Regions from separate parts of the Oryzias latipes genome. Here region 2 is linked to region 1. Evidence: chromatin contacts called from public Hi-C data. All regions are on one chromosome and are shown on one strand. The core of a region is the stretch at or near the end of the contact, and the rest is flanking DNA. Distances in the headings are between cores, read along the strand shown. Region 1 has its middle 78 kb from the start of LOC111947902. Region 2 holds the start of nr2f1 (COUP transcription factor 1).

What was found. A called contact is a pair of places that touch in the nucleus more often than the background predicts.
Region 2: a contact with region 1 is called in a Hi-C map of embryo, with 1.7 times the contacts expected there. The contact joins the promoter of nr2f1 here to the enhancer-like site in region 1. A contact is called at or near these places in 3 of 5 Hi-C or Micro-C datasets (embryo and fibroblasts).

What each region holds. Positions count from the first base shown.
Region 1 is chr9:15,381,709-15,384,624 of ASM223467v1, forward strand. No RefSeq gene overlaps it. Among protein-coding and RNA genes, the nearest start is that of LOC111947902, 78 kb to the right of the region's middle. Within about 2 kb of position 1,468, at least 2 of the 8 cell types and tissues checked have an H3K27ac peak or open chromatin away from gene starts, as enhancers often do. A contact at or near this core is called in embryo, where this site is marked.
Region 2 is chr9:15,617,019-15,619,934 of ASM223467v1, forward strand. It overlaps nr2f1 (COUP transcription factor 1), which reads left to right and starts at 1,417. Exons shown (of 3, transcript XM_023958538.1): 1 at 1,417-2,799. The coding sequence starts at 2,367.

The sequences.
Region 1 (2,916 bases), core at 218-2,717:
TATTAACTTTAAGCGATTCTTAAATAATGAGCATTACATTTAACAAGTCAAAGTGAATATAGGATGTATGTCTGCCAAGTCTCAGGAGGTTGCAAGGTGAACAAGAATGGGCAATGGGCGTTTCTCGCTGTTCACTCTTGATCTCTGCCCAACCATGCTGAACCCCTCCAGCCTCCCCGTCTTCTCAGGGTCATCGTCTCCATCTCCATCCCCAGCAGCAGAGTAATGGAGTGGGAAACATTAGGGTTACAGTGGCTAATGCGAAGCTAATGGTGATCAGACACCCAGCCCACCTCCACCTATTGAGTCCTCAAATAAATGGAATGCTGTTAAAGGACGATCGTCAGAGAGAGTCTGAGCAGCGGCAGTTTTACTGCTATCACAGCTGCTTGTGAGATAGGGGAAAGTTATAGTGCAATGTGTTCATACAAGTGTTCAACAGCATCTTTAGAATTCAATCTGACAAGGGAATAATAAGAAAAAAACAGACTAATGATTTATTAAAACTTCTGTTTTGCAAAGGTTTCAGTTTCTCCTTTTCAACCCAAGTACTAAATATTCTTATTGTAGCCACATTTTTCCATATATTTATTTGTATGAATCATGAATATAAATACTCTTTTGAGCCCACCTTTTTCCTGCTTGCTTTATTCTGTCTGGATCTCCGGTTGGGCAAGAACTTTTAAAAGAAGGCTATTATTTTTTATTCCAGATAGGGGTGTGAGCCATGTTGGGCTGACCTGTGTTGATTGGTTGTGAGAGGATGCTGAGTGGGGAAGAAGGACTATTTGCTTTAAAGTTCAACAGCTCTTCGCGGCTGTTAGTGTTGCAGCCACAGGAGAAATCAATACCTGGATAGGACCCGTGTCACGAGTCATTCTCTCCGTTTAGAAACATCATAATACTGTTCTTACACTGCTACCTTTCTCCCAATGCTTGTTTTTTCAGACTTTTTTTTCTGTAACCCATCAACTTTGTTGCAGTGTGCTCCTTTTGCATTTACATTTCCTACTGTAGGCAGGGTTTTAGCCTGATTTTCTGGTCTGGAATCAGTGCAAATGGTAATTAGAGATGATGTTCATGGCTGAAAGGGGAAGATAGAGAAAACAGAGCAGAATAAAAGGCGAACAATAATTTGCAATACAGGTAGGTGTCACAAGGTAGCTGATTATGTAAAAAACACAGCGAAGGTGTTGTTTGTGTGCATGCATTTCTGCATCTGTTTTTTTGCAGAATAAATATATAATAAAACGCGCTCATTGCCTCTCTTGGCTGCGGTTCAAGTGCTGAAGGGAACGAAAGAAAAAGGGCTCAATTGTTTCTAGTTCAAGGTGTGTAATGCACAGAGGCGTACATACATAATGGGGTATTGTCAAGGGGTTAGTGCGAGGATATTAATGCCCTGGTTTGTCCATGCTTTTTGGTGCAGTGTTGCTCCCTGAAGGGAACTGTGAGAGTCGGCTGCTCTAACTACTCTGCCTCCTCCACACCCTCTTCCCCAAAGGCCCCGACTAGAGGTCACTCTGTTTAGCACAAGACAAAGCCCATTTTTGCCGTTATGTACCAAATCCTCTCATCTCCTCTCCTCTTTTTCCCTTTCCGTTCCTCTATTCTCTTGGTAAACATAAATTGGCTGCCTTATTGTGTCCCGAGTGTTCTCCCTCTTTTTAAACCTTCTCTGTATCTTTGCTCATCCCTAAGTGTAATCCTGCTCTATATGCATATGCATGGGTGCTCTATGGCTGTGCATACATTAGCATCACACTCCCACCCCTTTGCTGCCACCCACCCTCTTCTAACCAACACTTCTACCATTGCCAATGTGTACCCCCCCCCCCCCCCATCCCATGCATAGCCTCCCAATGAACCTGTTTATGTTTGAACATTTTCACTGGCATTTGAACTCATCCCATCGATTTCTTTATAAGAGGTTGTAAGGCAGTTCCTTAAAGGGGTTGAAATCGACCATCTAAATATTTGACTAAGAGGTCAAAGAGATCCCGCCAAGCCCGAGTGCCAAACTCTTACAGAGACACAATGTGAGAGAACAGAGGAAGTGGCTGTGCATCGCTGACAGGAAGAGGGCTGGAGGGAAGATGAGCACCAGGAAGCAGAGAAGAGAGCAGAGCCAAACACTGACTGCAGATTCCCATCTCTCCATAAGAGGGCGCCCCTGGACAATCCATCCTGAAACTTTAAAAGTGTCCATTTATCTATCTGTCTTCCATTTTCAAATTACTGATACTTTACACAGGTCACTTTAAGTTTAACTAAGCTGTCAGCAACATAAAAAAATAATCTACATTCATGTGTCTTTTGTATTGTTAATTCATCTTTTCTCTCTTGACAAAAAATAGTTATAGACATACAACCTGACTAGTTTAGTGAGACTAGTTTAGGATAAAACTGACATTTTGTTAATCTAATTGAGTATCTATTAAAATTACAATTTCTTCCAATTAGCAAAAATAAGCGGTGGGTCTGGAGTACTACCTGTCACTTTGTTTCCCATCTCTCTCTTTCTACCCTTCTGTTACATGCCAGCTTTTCATCAGCACTTTATTTCAAGATATTCATTGTGATGAGAGTTAAATTCCAAATTAGACAGAAAGGATGTTCAGATATTTAGATATTCACCCTGCAGTCCACATTTAACATGTCCACTTAGGCAATAGTCCCAAGACATCCAGAGAGGGGGGTCATATACCATCTCCTCTGAATCTTTCATTTTAGAAAAGAAAATTCTTTCACTGTGAAAGTGTTTATCCTTCCTTATCAGCAGTAAACAAGTGATTTCGACCTCATTTATCAACCATTTCCTGAGTGTCAGATTTTGCTAACAAAGCATAAACTGACATTTAGTTGATCAAAAAAATACATTAAAAATGTTTTTTTCATATATGTTTCTGATCATTT
Region 2 (2,916 bases), core at 167-2,666, 240 kb after region 1:
GCAAAAACGACCACTTTGAGGCTCACATTTAAAAATGTAGCTTCTTTTAAAAAATGATTTTTTTTTTTTGGAAAAGCTTGTTTTAATATCAGATTTTAAGCTTTTAAAAATGCATGTCGGAAAACTTGCATATGAAGTTGTAATTGAACATTGTACGCTAGATGGCAGCGCGATCCAGACATTTTTGAGTAGGAGAGGTATAGTCAGCTTGCAGAAACCCTGATACAAAAAGGCGGAATCCCCATGCAAATCCCCCGTAACTTCATTTCATTTTGAATTACTGTCAATATTAGGACACAACGTGCCACCGTCTGCAGTCTATAGGACTTTAGAAATAATCCAAAACAGCTTATCTTGTTAGAGATGTTCGGCTCATTTGCAAGACCCGCCGTTTGTACAGTACAAATGTGCATTATTTTTTCCTGTGATATTTTTTTTCTTTATGTTATGTTAAATCTAAACTAAATGGTAAGTTTTAATGAGCAGAACTGTGCCATTCACAGACGGCGGTGTGTACCGCAATGCGCACGCCAAGGACAAAACAGCGTGTGAACAGAAGAAATCAATTTGAACCAAAAAGAAGATGTCACTTATTCCTAAAATAAAGACAACAGTTCCACACAGACTGGTCCGAAACTTTGGGCAATATCTGAGGCAGAGTGGTGTTTCGCTGCTTTTCGTTTATTTGTCAAGCGTAAAAGCTTTGTCCTCTCTTGCCTTTACCCCGCTTTTTTCTTCTTTTTTCGCTATTCTATCCAGGGTTTCTTCCTCTTTTTGGTGACAATAGACGGCCCATACTAATCAGGTTTCAAAGTAAATAGCAGCGCGGGGCGAGCTCAATGTAAATTGCGCCTGTCAGAGCACCCCCCATACACACACACACACTCACACCGCCGCCCCCCTTCCCTTCCCTCCCTCTCTCCATTCCCCCCAGCCCCTCCAGCCGTAGATGGCAGCGCTGTAAAAAATATCCACGCCTCAAACGGCGCTCAGTGCAGCGCCGAGGCTTGGTATCACAAGGCGGACACAAGCTTCCATTTCGACGCGTAATGCCTTTCCTGGATCCCGACACCAGTCGATCCATCATGCGCCTTTACGCAGCCTATGTATTTCCAACAGAAATCCCCCCACCCCCCCATCTCTGGACTCCGATATATTGGCGTAAAAAACATTCTCCAACTGTAAACACAAGGAGGTGTATTTCAAACCCAGATGCACGGTTCCTGCTGTATTTTACGAATAAAATCACATTTTCACATCCGAACACGAGACTGGATGACTTCTGAGATGGTCACTTTTTGCAGTGGATAAGCGGAGGGGGATTCTAACCAATAGAGAAACAGAGAGGGCTTGGCTATAACCTCAGCCTCCCATTTTCTCTCTCCCTCTGTCCCCCCTCTCCTCCTCTCCTCCTCCTCTATGCAGGGCTCTGGCCAGTCAGTCGCCTTTGATTATCAGTCTCCAGCAGCCCCTCTCTTGGCTCCTTGACATGAGCACCATATAAGGCGCAGCGATCTCCATAGAAACGTGTCAGTTTCAATAGTAGTGTCAAAGTTCACTATATACAGACATTCGCGCAGATCCCCCGTTTCGGAAACATTGCTCTGCTGGTCCTCCCGTTTAAGCGCATTCATTTTTTGGGTCTCTCCTTCGTCTTGCATATTCTATTAGTATTTGGTGTTTTTGCTCTTCTTTTTTTACATTTTCTTCTTCGTATCCATTCCTCCTGCTGGAGAGGAGTGAAACTATACATGGGCACTTCTTTCGGCGACGCGATTTTCTTCCGCTGCTGGGCGAGATGACGAGCCTTATTTAAGAATATATAGATGTAAAAAAAAATCCAGCTCTTCAGTTTTTTCCTGCCCTCCTGCGCGACGAAGACGGGAGTGTAAAGGAGCAAGAGGAGGAAGAGGAGAAAGGAATTTATCTCCGCTGCACTTTGGATCGCATTTCTTTCCAACAAGGTTTTCTTTTTTTTTCTTCTTTTTTTTCTTCTTCTTCTTTTTTGTACTTGTTCCTGCGTCTACGTGAATCCTGCCTTTCCTCTGTGGCTATTCAGCATCTAACTGCAATTTGTTACGTCTGGACTCTGGTTTTCCTACAAGATTAGGGATTCCTGAATGGCTGACTGCAATTTACCTTGGAACTGGCCTCCCGACACTTGCAAATCCTGATCGGGTGCCTCTCCAGTCGCCCTCCTGCTTTTGAATGTATTGATCGCCGTTTTTTTTAACCCCATATGAGATTGCGTGCACCGATTTGACTTTGCACTGCCCCGTCTTTTGAGATCTCTTTTTTTTTCTCCCCTCTGCGCTATATCTACATCAGCGACCATTTCGCTTTATAGCACTTTCCGTGGCCGAGATATGGCAATGGTAGTTAGCGTCTGGCGAGATCCGCAGGAAGACGTGGCCGGAGGACCTCCGAACGGCCCCAACCCAGCAGCGCAGCCGGCGAGGGAGCAGCAGCAAGCGGCGTCGGCGGCGCCGCACACTCCGCAGACCCCCAGCCAGCCGGGACCCCCGTCCACGCCGGGGACCGCCGGGGACAAGGGGAGTCAGAATTCTGGACAAAGTCAGCAGCATATTGAATGTGTGGTTTGCGGAGACAAATCGAGCGGCAAACACTACGGCCAGTTCACCTGCGAGGGATGCAAAAGTTTCTTCAAGAGGAGTGTACGGAGGAACTTAACCTACTCATGTCGTGCCAATAGGAACTGTCCCATTGACCAGCACCACCGAAATCAGTGCCAATACTGCCGGCTGAAGAAGTGTTTAAAAGTGGGAATGCGGCGGGAAGGTGAATATTTAAGCTTACTCTTTAGTGCAGACACGCAGGGCTGCCATGTTGCATTAAGGTCAGAGGCGCTCTCTAGCCGGGCGTGCACTGCAGACTCCTTTTTGATCCATGTTTACA